Regions from separate parts of the Sus scrofa genome. Here region 1 is linked to region 2. Evidence: chromatin contacts called from public Hi-C data. All regions are on one chromosome and are shown on one strand. The core of a region is the stretch at or near the end of the contact, and the rest is flanking DNA. Distances in the headings are between cores, read along the strand shown.

Region 1 (5,801 bases), core at 1,220-3,719, 210 kb before region 2:
CTTACCAACACTATCATTGTTTCTTTGATTATAGCCATCTTAGTGGATGTGAAGGTGGCATCTCATTGCAGTTTTGATTTGAATTTCTCTAATGACTAATGAGCAAATTTTCTTGAGTTCATTGGCCATTTGTATGTCTTCTTTGGAAAAACGTCCATTCAAATTCCCATTTTTTTAAATTTTAGGGCCACATCTGTGGCATATAGAAGTTCCCAGGCTAGGAGTCAAACCAGAGCTGCAGCTATGCCACAGCCATGGCAATGTGGGTTCCAAGCCATGTCTGACCTACACCACACCTCATAGCAACGCTGGATCCTTAACCCACTGAGCGAGGCCAGGGATCGAACCCATATCCTCATGGATACTAGTCAGGTTCCTTACCACTGAGCCACAAGGGGAACTCTAATATATAGGAGCGGCCCTAGAAAAGGCAAAAAGACTACATACATACATACATAAATTAGCAGAAAATATTTGAATGCCTTTCCTTATAAGGATTATAGGAAATTCAGAGTGGCACCTGTGTAAGCATTCTCTAGGAAAATAACACTATAACACAAAGTTATGCCATCTGTCACCCCAAGTCTAATAAGGATTAATTATGTTTAAGGAAGTGACACCTGTGACTTATCCTTGATTGCCTAGGCCTTGAAACAAAATACTTAGTAGATCAAGATCATGAGTGATTTAGAGCAGTTCCCTAGCAAAGACTTTGTCCTAAGTCTAGCTTATTATGTGGAAAAAGTATGTTGTACACAAGGTAGGATGGCTATCTCAGTGCAAATTCACTCACAACGCTCACTTGGGAAAAAAATCCAGAGATAAATGCCTTACTCAATTGTTCCATAGTTTTATTTTGAGATGTTTTTATTATTTATAACGTTGCAACTTAAAAAAATCTTTCTCTTGGTTTTTTATTTTATTTTATTTTATGTTTTGCCCTTTTGCCTTTTCTATGGCCGCTCCTGCAGCATGTGGAGATTCCCAGGCTAGGGGTCCAATCTGAGCTGTAGCCGCTGGCCTACGCCAGAGCCACAGCAACGCGGGATCCGAGCCGCATCTGCAGCCTACACCACAGCTCACGGCAACGCCAGGTCCTTAACCCACTGAGCAAGGCCAGGGATCAAACCTGTGACCTCATGGTTCCTAGTCAGATTCGTTAACCACTGTGCCACGACGGGAATTCCTCTCTTAGTTTTTTAAATTTTTATATATTCATTAGCAGAAATACAATTTATTTTTAAAAACTTGGCTCTAGTAACCATATCCTAAGCAAGGAATTTCCATGGAGAATTGTGTGTGTGTGTGTGTATAGTTTAATCATTTGTTTTGAAATAATTTCAAATGTATAGAAAGTTGCCAGAACAGTGCAAAGAACTCCCATTTCCTCGTCACCCAGATTCTCATCTAGTTCATATTAGGTTACTGCTTCATTACTCACTCTGTGTGTGTGTGTGTGTGTGCATGTGCATAGATCCCTAGTTATCAGTCTTTTTCTGGAACTTTTGAGGGCTGAGACGGAAACTGAAGGCATGATATCTCATCACTCCAGTAGGTATTTTCCCCTAAACAGGGACACTCTCCTACATAACAGCAAACAAAGTACCACATCAGGAAATCAATATTGGTCCAATATTACCACCCAATCTACTGATCCCATTCAAATTCCATCCGATGTCCCAATAATGTCTCTTTTCCTTCCTGGACCAACATGTTATACAGGAATACATATTGCATTTAGTTGTCATGTATCTTTAAACTCCTTTAATCTAGAAGTGCTGCTAATCTTCCCTGGCCTCGACAGTTTTATTAAAGAATACAGGCCTTGGAGTTCCTGCTGTAGGGTGGTGGGTTAAGAATCTCACTGCTGCAGCTTGGATCGCTGCTGAGGCACAGGTTCTATCCCCAGCCCAGCCATGCGTGTGGCCATAAAAACATTAAAAAATCCAAAGAGTACAGGCCTTACTTTCTATAGAATGGCCTATAACCTGGGTCCCCCTGATTATAGGAACACCACAACATATTTTGCTTTTCCCAGTGAGTCTCATCAGGAGGAATGAAATGTAGACTCCTGACACTGGTGTTTTAACCCTCATCGCTTGGTAGTGTTGGTTTCTTAATGTCACAGTTTTCCCCTTTGTAATCCATTAGTATTCCAAAATCATGCCAATATCTTATTCCTCATCAAGCCTCTACACACCAACCTTAGCATTGAAGACTCCTGCCTGAGTCATACCATACACTTCTGTAGTTGGTGCAAAATGGTAATTCTCTGTGTCAATTCCTCTCAATTACTGAGTTGGCATTCTACTGTTAGAGCTTTCCTTTCTCTCATTTTTATTTTTTAAATTACTCAATGGATTTTATTACATTTATAGTTGTACAACCATCATCAGAACCCAGTTTTATTGCATTTCCATCCCAAACCCCCAGCACATCCCCCGACCCCCCAACCTGTCTCATTTGGAAACAATGTTTTTCAAAATCTGTGAGTCAGTATCTGTTCTGCAAAGAAGTTCATTGTGTCCTTTTTCTAAGATTCCACATGTAAGTGATAATATACGATGTCAGTGCTGACTTCACTTAGTATCATTGTCTATTTTGAAGCTCAAATTATCTCTGATTTGGCCAACATTTTAAAGTATGTATATTGCTAAGATTCATCCATCCATGTTGTAAGTAGCTGTAGTTCATTCCTTTGTTTTGTAATATGCTATTCTGGAATATATATCAGTGTATTCATCCATTCTTATGTTGGGCTGTTTCCAGGTTTGGCTTTTGCGTGTATGCGTGTGCTTTTTTTAAGGCCGAATTGGCGGCGTATGAAGGTTCCCAGGCCAGAGGTCTAATCCGAGCTGCAGCGTCCAGCTTACACCACAGCTCAGGACAACAGAGGATCCTTAACCCACGGAGCAAAACCAGGGACTAAACCTGTGTCCTCTTGTATGCTAGTCATATTCCTTAACCACTAAGCCACGACGGGAACTCCTGTTTCTAGGTTTTTGCTATTATATTTTGCCATTCCTACTCTAAAGTAACGCTGAAATTCAAATATATTAAAGTTTTGCATTAACGTCACATACTTCAATTCTGCTTATTGTAAATACTGAGCACTAAAAGCAACATAGTTTTGCATTATCACCGTGAATGATAGCCAAGCTCACTTTTAAAATACTGTCTTTCTGCATTTTTTACAGAAAAAAGATTTTAATGACCTGTTTTTAAAAATCGTTTCATAAAGGCTTTTATCTTTAAATAAATTTCCTTTTGGTTTTTATCCTTATTTATTGAGGAAAAACTGGGAAAAAAAGAAGTGGATAAAGCAAAATTGAAAGGTAGAAAACCTTGAAGTTAACCAAAACTTTCGCTAAAAGAAAGGGTCATCCTCAGAAGAACGAGGGAATCGCTCCAGGTCTGGACGAAGCGTTGAGGCGCACTCGTAGGTCCGTGGGTGCGGACGTAGTTCTAGAGCGCAGGCGCGGGAACTCGTCTTGCACCGCCTCTCGTTTACCTCCCAGACAATGTTATCGCGAGTCTTGGGATAAACTTGTGGTCAGTACAAGTTCTCGCGAGAGGCAGTTGGTTGCTATAGTTACGAAAAACAAGTTTGTGTCGATCTAAGAGCGCTCTCACTTGTTAGAAAAGTGTCTCTTCCCCGCCTCCGCATCTCGGACTTTTCTTTTCAACTTTGGGCCAGACTGAAAGGCGGAGACCACATCCCAGCACGACTGCACTGCCGGACCCCCGGCTAAGCGAGGACTCCCGCCAACCCAGGCCTCCCACCCGAAGCCAGACTTAGACCCCGCTTCCCACTTTGCGCCGAGATCCCCCGCAGTAAGCGCAGACCGGGCCCCTGCTCACAGACCACCCTCCAGTCACAGCATCGCCTTCATCTAACTCATTTCTTTTTTTTTTTGTCTTTTCTAGGACCGCACCCGCGGCATATGGAGGAACCTCCAGGCTAGGGGTCGGAGAGGGAAGAGGAGCTGTAGCCGCCGGCCTACGCCACAGCCACAGCAACACGGGATCCAAGAAGCATCTGCGACTTACACCACAGCTCACGGCAACACCGGATCCTTAACCCACTGAGCAAGGCCAGGGATGAACCCGCAACCTCATGGTTCCTAGTCGGATTCGTTAACCACTGAGCCACTACGGGAACTCCAATCTAACTCATTTCTTTCTTTTCTTTTTTCTTTTTCTTTTTCTTTTTTTTTTTTTGTCTTTTTGCCACTTTTAGGGCCGCTCCCATGGCATATGGAGGTTCCCAGGCTAGGGGTCCAAGCGGAGCTGTAGCCGCCGGCCTACGCCAGAGCCACAGCAACGCAGGATCCGAGCCGCGTCTGCGACCTACACCACAGCTCACGGCAACGCCGGATCGTTAACCCACTGAGCAAGGCCAGGGATTGAACCCGCAACCTCATGGTTCCTAGTCGGAGTCTTTAACCACTGAGCCACTACGGGAATTCCAATCTAACTCATTTCTAATTTGATCTCCCCCATCTGCTTCTGAGCAGATACTAAGAAACCCATGCCTTGTTTGTGGCAAGAGGACCCCCTTTCTGACTGCCCTGACTAGAACGTGTAACTGGCCAGGCTTCTTGAACTCATTGTTCAACAGATACACCACTAATGCCTCTTGCGGACAAGGCATAGTGCCGGGCACTCAGTGGCTGCAAAAATGTATGACAGATTACTTATTTTTAAGGGAGTAGTTGAGCATTAAGAAAAAGTTGTGCGTATTAGTAACACCATTTGTTTGGTGCTTCATAGGTTAAGCAGTTTTACTCTTTTAGGGATATTCGCAACAAATGTGAAACAGGTCCATTTTATAGAAGGTGAAATTCAGGCTCAGTGAGGTGAAATTGGCTTTCCTCTAAGGTCAGGCTAGTGAAGGCCTAATTTACATGCTGCTATTGAAAAGGAAAAAAGACTCATGCAAAAAGTCATTTCAAATGTTAGCTTAATAAGAAAATTGTCAAGGCCTAAGTCCTGAATAAGCCTGGAGACGTAGAATTGAACAAGTGATCTGAGACTTTTAGGTAACCCAGAAAATTAGACTGTCACTGGAAAGAGAATACTAATAATGTCTGGAGCATCAAGATATCACCTCTTTTGTACCACTGGTCCTAGACACACTTAACATAGTATATCCTAAGTAAATGTTTGAATTGTATTAAGCACCATTTTGAATTGAGTCAGAAAACATGACTTTTTTTTTTTTTGACCATGGCACAGTATGTGGATGTGCTGGTCCAGGGATTGAACCTATGCCACAGCACTGACCGAACCATAGCAGTAACAATGCCAGGTCCTTTAACTGCTAGGCCACCAGGAAACTCCTATTTCCTTTCTTAACAGCTGTACAATCTGTTTTTGAAATTATATCCTCAGCTTCGTAAGATAATTTGAAAATATCTTTGTCTAAATAAGACATATGCCAAGGCTTTTTCCAGTGGACAAACCATTACATTTGGCTGCTTCTTTCCTGTTATTTAAATACATTTTTCTAAAAAAAAAAAGCTACCAAAACACTACGAAGGATGTGAGGAATGGGCAGTGGAGGGACAGCATTCCCTACCCTCTTGTCTTGTAATAATTGTGCTTAATAGGTTAGTTACATGTATAAGGATCTTTTTAGCACTTACCAGTGGGATCATCCTTTTGACCAGCTCCCTAAAGCACTGTTTATCTGGCAGCAAAGACTAGAAAGGTTCAAAACGAAGTGCTGGACTAGGGCATTTCCCCATTTTCTCCTGTGGTATTGGTTACAATGTAATGTGGGTACTTGTGCATCTGTG
Region 2 (5,957 bases), core at 1,172-3,671:
TCATTCAATGATCTTACAACCAAAAACTTGCCTTTGAGACAGTGGTGGGGATCAGAAATGTGGATTCCAGCTATGGAATAGAAACTTCAGACATATTTTAGTCTGTCAGAAAAATTTGGTTATAAAGTGACAATTAGATAATACCAAAGAAATATATACGAGAAAATGACTAATTTCTAGAAATGTATAATGAAGTATATAGGGTAAATGACAGTGTCTGGAGTTTTCCTTCCGTATTTCACAGATGACAGAGAGGCTGGAAAAAAGATAAAGATGAAAGAAGAAGGAAATATATTAAAATTCTAACAACTGTTGAATGTAGGTGACGGTTATGTCATTGTATTATTCATTATACATTTATGCTTAAGATTTATTATTTTAAAAATCTTAAGATATATGCTGAAAATGACTTTTATTCCAAACTGTTTTCAACATCTGTAATTTGGAGCCATCAGGGAGAAAACTAAAGTTACTTCTTCAAAGCAAATTATCAATTATAACACCTAAAATTAAAATTACTTAAAAAATAAAATTACTTTTAATATACTCTCATTTAGATGCATATAATCTTCATCATCTCCACTATTCACATTATTTTGACACTTCTAGAGAATCATCTTTTGGGAGAGTTATCTTTAGTGAGTATCAAATCAATAATAGAGAACAAATAACACAATGATAGTGGGTCAATAATTCTGGCCCAGTAAGTGCCTATCAGTAATTTTTTCGATGAAAGATATTTTTTTTCACTTTCAGAATGGCCAGAATTAATTATAAAAGCAGATTTTTAGCTAACCCACATTTGCTTTATTGGGAAATGACTTTCTTCTTCCTAGTTCCTAAAAATCTTTATTATCTGAATTGCTTCTGTGTCCTGTCCTATTACTTAGATAATAAGCCTCTGAAAGGCAAGGAAAGATCACAGACTGATTTTCTTTGTATGACTACTGCACCAAATAAAGGTGGGAAGGAACAAGGAAATGACCATTTATTGAGGCCCTATTAAATGTCAAGCCCTATGCCATCATTTTAGACATGCTTTTAGATAAAGTCTTATTCCTATGTTATAGAAATGAAGGCTCAAAAAATTAGTAATTTGCCTAAAATTCAGAAGGCTAGAAAAGAGTCTAACCAGAAACCCAGGTGTGACTGAAAATACCATAGCTGTTATTACCATATATAATTAATATTTAATTAATAAATGTATGGTTGCTAAAATTACATACCTTAGTGGAGAAAAACAACAACTGGGATTTGGGGTTAAAAAGCCCAAGCTCAAAAACCTATTGGTTATATAATCTTAAGATGTGTACCTTTCTGATACTTCCTCTGCTGAAAATTGAAGATGGTCATATCCATCTTAAAGATTAAGATGTGAAAGTTTCTGAAAGTGTAAAGCATTAATAAATGTATGACATTATCATTACTTCCTAAATTACAACACTTCACTAAGTTGTTCAAGCTGGAAATATCTGTTCTCTAAAGTCTCAAAAGCAAACCTGATCCTGAGGATTCTGACTCTTCAACGCAGAGGTGGGGAGACAGTATGTAATGGTTATGACCACAAACTTCAGAATCAGACTGATAACGGGTCTATACTTCAGCTCCATCACCACCTAGCTGTGTGATCTTTGGCACGATACAACCTTCAGATCTGGGATCTTTATCTTGTAGGAAGTACAAAATAAGAGTTCCTATCTGGTATCCTTATTGATAGGATTAAGTAAGCTAATGCATGTAAGCGCTTCGCAGGGTGTTTGGCTTTAGACGTATTCAACTTTATTGTAGGACTCAGTTATTAATAACTTCACGAGTTGTTAGTGGCCATGGAAAGTGGGGCATGGAACACAACGGAAACTACAAATGCCTTAGGAAACCCAGTTCCTGAGCCCCGGGAGTGCAGCCCAAGAGGGTCAAGTCCTGGGATTGCACTGGTAACACGCTCTTAGCTGGAGATGGAGGTCTGGAGGGGCAACGTCCGGCAAGGCTAGGAGGAGAAAATTTCAAAGAATTTTTTCTTTCCCTCGCCCTGGGAAAGAAAAAGGAGCAAGGGACTGGTCAAGGAGGGTCCCCAGAGCGCCTGCGGCCCGCCACGGCTTCCCCCGGCCCCAGCTGGGTGGCTGAGCAGTCCACTCACAGCTCCAAGTTCTGAGGCACCGCCTTCCGTGTGTATCTGGAGATCATCCTCCTCTTCCTCCTCAGCCGCGGCCGGGGCGGCCAAGCCAGGGTGGGGGCCTCCGGGCCTGGCCCTCCCGCCAGCTCCGGCTCGGCCCCCTCCCGCCACCTTCCGGCCCCGTCACGCCCCGTCTCCTAGACTCCGGACCGCCACCACCCCAGGATCCCCACCTCTCCAGTCCTCTCCCCTCCCTGTTTCCCCGTGGGGGCGGAAGTGACGAACGCACAGGTGCAGCCGCCTAATACTCCCGCCGACACCTAGCAAAGGCGACGCTGGGAGTTCCGGAGCTGAGCCGGTTTCTGACTTAAGTTTCCGCTGGCTTCAGGTCCTAGACAAGCGTGTGGATCCAGTCAGAGCCGGGCTTTGGCTGCTGCTGGCAGCCCACGAGGTAGGAGAGAAGGCTGAGGAAAGGTGCCGCAGCAGGGACGTGAGGAAGAGGCCCAGGCTTTAGAACTGGAAGCGAAATTGGCTTCATTTTGTTGGATGAAGAAGGGACCCTTGTTTTGAGTAAAGAGCGCTAGAACCTAGTCCGGCCTCAGCTGCTTGGTTGCTTCTCCTGCCGTGCTCCCGGTTTCCTCATATGTACAGTGTGGAGTCAGTCTGAGTGATCTCAAAGTCCCTTCTAGCCTGACACTAAATTCTTCATAATAAGGTGTGCTTGGCATTCTGGGGTGGGTGAGTATTTATTATCTGTCAATCTGGACTGTAGTGAGTGTCTGGATAGAAGATGCAAGTTCCTCTCGACTTAGTTTTATTAGTTCCTTGGAAAACCAAATAAGCCTGAAAATCGAATCACAGCCTTAAAGTGGACCATCCAGTGCAATATCTTTCTTTAACAAGCCTCACCTGGCAGCAATAGTAAGCTAGTACTTTTGTCTGTAAGGGAAATCCTTAGAAAACAGTTATTTATACCCTCTGAGACCTGAAAAGGGGCGGAGGGCGGTGGTTTGGGACGGGTTGTTGTAGGATCAAGAGCCATGGGCAGATTATTTTGGGGTGAAATGATAGGATATAAATGTTTTGTAGTTTTGAATTCACCCATGATGTACAAGGGGAAAGATTTAAATTCTGCAGAGTAAGGGAGATTACTCTTAAGAGTGTTTAAACAATAAAAATTCAGGGAAGAAGTTCCCTGGTGGCTCAGGAGGTTAAATACAGCTGTGTCATGGGTTCAGTCACTGGCCTGAGAACTTATGCATGCTACAGGCATGGCAGGAAAGAAAGGAAGAACGAACGAACGAAAAGAAAGAAAGAAAGAAAGTAAAGAGAGAGAAAGAGAGGGAGAAGAGGATGAAGGGAGGAAAGTAGAGACGGATTTTAGAAATGATAAAATAACATTCTCATTCTACAATTAGGGGGAAGCCCCAGAAAGAGAAAATGAAATGCCCAGAATGACACAACTAGGACCAGTGGCAGAACTGGAATTTTTGTCAATATTTCAAGAGATGTTATTGCATTGTTTCTGACCGTGTGTTACATGCACCACTATTAGTGCAAAGGCAAACATTTTTTATTTCATTTTTACACGCTTATTAACTTGGGAATGCAGTACTAGATTTCCATTTACTGTATTGTATCAAAAGTTGCTTTCATATAATTGTAAGTATAAAAATGTCATTGAAAGAATTTTAATTAAATGCTATAATTGGTATGTGGTCAAGGCAAAAATCATGATGATTGTATGTGGATAACTGAATTTTGGAAAACAACATTAATGGAATTGCCTAGAATAGTTCAAGGAATGGGATATTACTTCTGCATTATTTTGTATGGTTTATATTATTGCCACTTTAAATGTAGCTTTCAAAGAAGAATGGAGGAAAATATGAAGCTTGCTACAGTGGAAGATACTGTAGAGTACCGCCTGTTCCTGATATCGGATGAACTAAGGGACCCAGAAAAACACAGAGAGATTCTTCAAAATTATATTGAGAAGATAATGACCCAGTTTGCACCTATGCTGGTCCCCTATATCTGGCAGAATCAGCCTTTCAATCTCAAATATAAACCTGGGAAAGGTGAGGCTCTTTCACTTATTTTGATTGGATATGTGTGATTTTTTAATGTCATTCTAACAACAGTGATGTATGATATTCATATTTCATTCAGTGTTGTCAGGAGATTTAGAGCCTGAACTTTTTAGATTAGTGATATTTGCCTATATTCAGTTAAGCCCTTGAACTTAAAAAAAAAAAAACTTTTTAAAATTAATATTGATGAAAATTAATAGTCATTACCTTAGGAACTAATATATACTCAATATTAATTAGCCATGGTTCTTCGTTTGAAATTTAATTACTTAATTATGCCATAATGTATCTAGGTACCTATACTAAACAGGTTCAAGCATGTGTCTTCCTTAACCATAGTTCTTTTAGCTGTTACTCTGTATTCCTCAGTCTTAACAGTGTGTGTATTAGGTTGCCTTGTTTCACGTAGTTATTTTAGTGAGGATCTAAGAGTGGCTCTGCCTGGGATTTACCACTGTGGCACAATGGGATTGGTGGTGTTTCTGGAGTGGTGGGGCGAAGTTTCAGTGCCCAGCCTGGCACAGTGGGGAAGTGCTGCTGCTGAAGCTGTGGCATAGGTCACAGCTGTGGCTCACATCTGATCCCAGGTCCAAGAACTCCATATGCTGCTGGGAGTCCAAAAAAGAAAATAAATAAATAAATAAATAAACATTTTTTAAAAGTTTAAAAAAATTAGAGTGGCTCTGCCTGGCTGCTAAAGAGAAATAATTGAACTAAATGACCATTATCGGCCCACTCAGAAGTATTTTGAGTTTCCTTCACTGATTTCCTGTGTTGTCAGTGCTTGAGATCTGACCTCTGGCCCAGTAGGGCATTTTGCCCTGTCATTTCTTATAACTTCACTAAAAATGAATTATGGAGAGGTGACCAAGGCTCTACTCATGCAGCGACTTATGTAGGGTCTTGTTTCAGATCTGACGTCTTATGATACCGTCCTTCTGGCTCTTAATTTAGTGCATATCTGCTTATTTTTTGGTTAGCAGTTGCTGGATGTCTTCCCTGCTGTTAATTTTATTGAACTCCTATTCACAGAAACACGTGATATTTATTGGCAAGAATATTGTCACATTAGCACTGCACATCCAAAGCCAATTCCTTATATTTTTTTCTAGAAAATTATTTTTACAGGGTGTTCTTATCTTGCTTAATGGCATTGCTATCCATGTAGCTGTCAAGCTCATTAGTAATTCAAAATCATACTCAACTACTCACTTCACTCTATTCAGTCAGGCACTAAAGCTCAAATCCTCATGTTATTACTCCTCAAATATGGCTCCTTTTATACACCTGGTTACGGTCTAGACCCTCTGTAGATCTGAAAGACTGCGGTGGTCACCTAACTTCTTTGGTTCCAGTGTCTCCAGTTCCTGACACTGTTGCCAGTTACAACATCAATTTGATTATGTCACTCTCCTGCCTAATACCCTTTAACAGTTCTGCATTGCTTCTGGATGAAATTCAAATTGAAGTTTAATATGTAAGGTAGATAAAATAGACACTCTAATTTGAACTTTTCTAGTTGAAGAAGCTTGGGAGATCTGGAGTAGGGAGAGGAATTGGTTGGGCTGCTCTTCCCACCTATTTTGTTTTTGCTTTTTTGCCATGGTGGCTCTTGAGACACTCCACAGTACCCTTGTTTGACCTTCATTCTGTTGATATGGTATATTACATTGGTTGGTTTTCATATGTCAAATCATCCTTGCATTCCAGGAATAAATCCCAGTTGGTCATGGTGTATCTTTTCAATGTGT

Evidence for each region. Hi-C and Micro-C count contacts between places; a contact is called where the count stands out from the background.
Region 1: a contact with region 2 is called in a Hi-C map of liver, with 3 times the contacts expected there. The contact joins the promoter of CFAP70 here to the promoter of ECD in region 2. A contact is called at or near these places in 2 of 5 promoter capture datasets (fetal liver and liver), 3 of 47 Hi-C or Micro-C datasets (heart right ventricle, liver and skeletal muscle) and 2 of 2 datasets of contacts at active chromatin or transcription factors (alveolar macrophages and skeletal muscle).

Annotation. Positions count from the first base shown.
Region 1 is chr14:76,196,566-76,202,366 of Sscrofa11.1, reverse strand. It overlaps CFAP70 (cilia- and flagella-associated protein 70), which reads left to right and starts at 2,469. Exons shown (of 27, transcript XM_013983341.2): 1 at 2,469-3,834.
Region 2 is chr14:75,989,086-75,995,042 of Sscrofa11.1, reverse strand. ECD (protein ecdysoneless homolog) reads left to right here and starts at 2,421. Exons shown (of 13, transcript XM_005671096.3): 1 at 2,421-2,564; 2 at 3,977-4,194. The coding sequence starts at 3,990. It overlaps FAM149B1 (protein FAM149B1), which reads right to left and starts at 2,386. Exons shown (of 13, transcript XM_013983338.2): 1 at 2,138-2,386. The coding sequence starts at 2,184.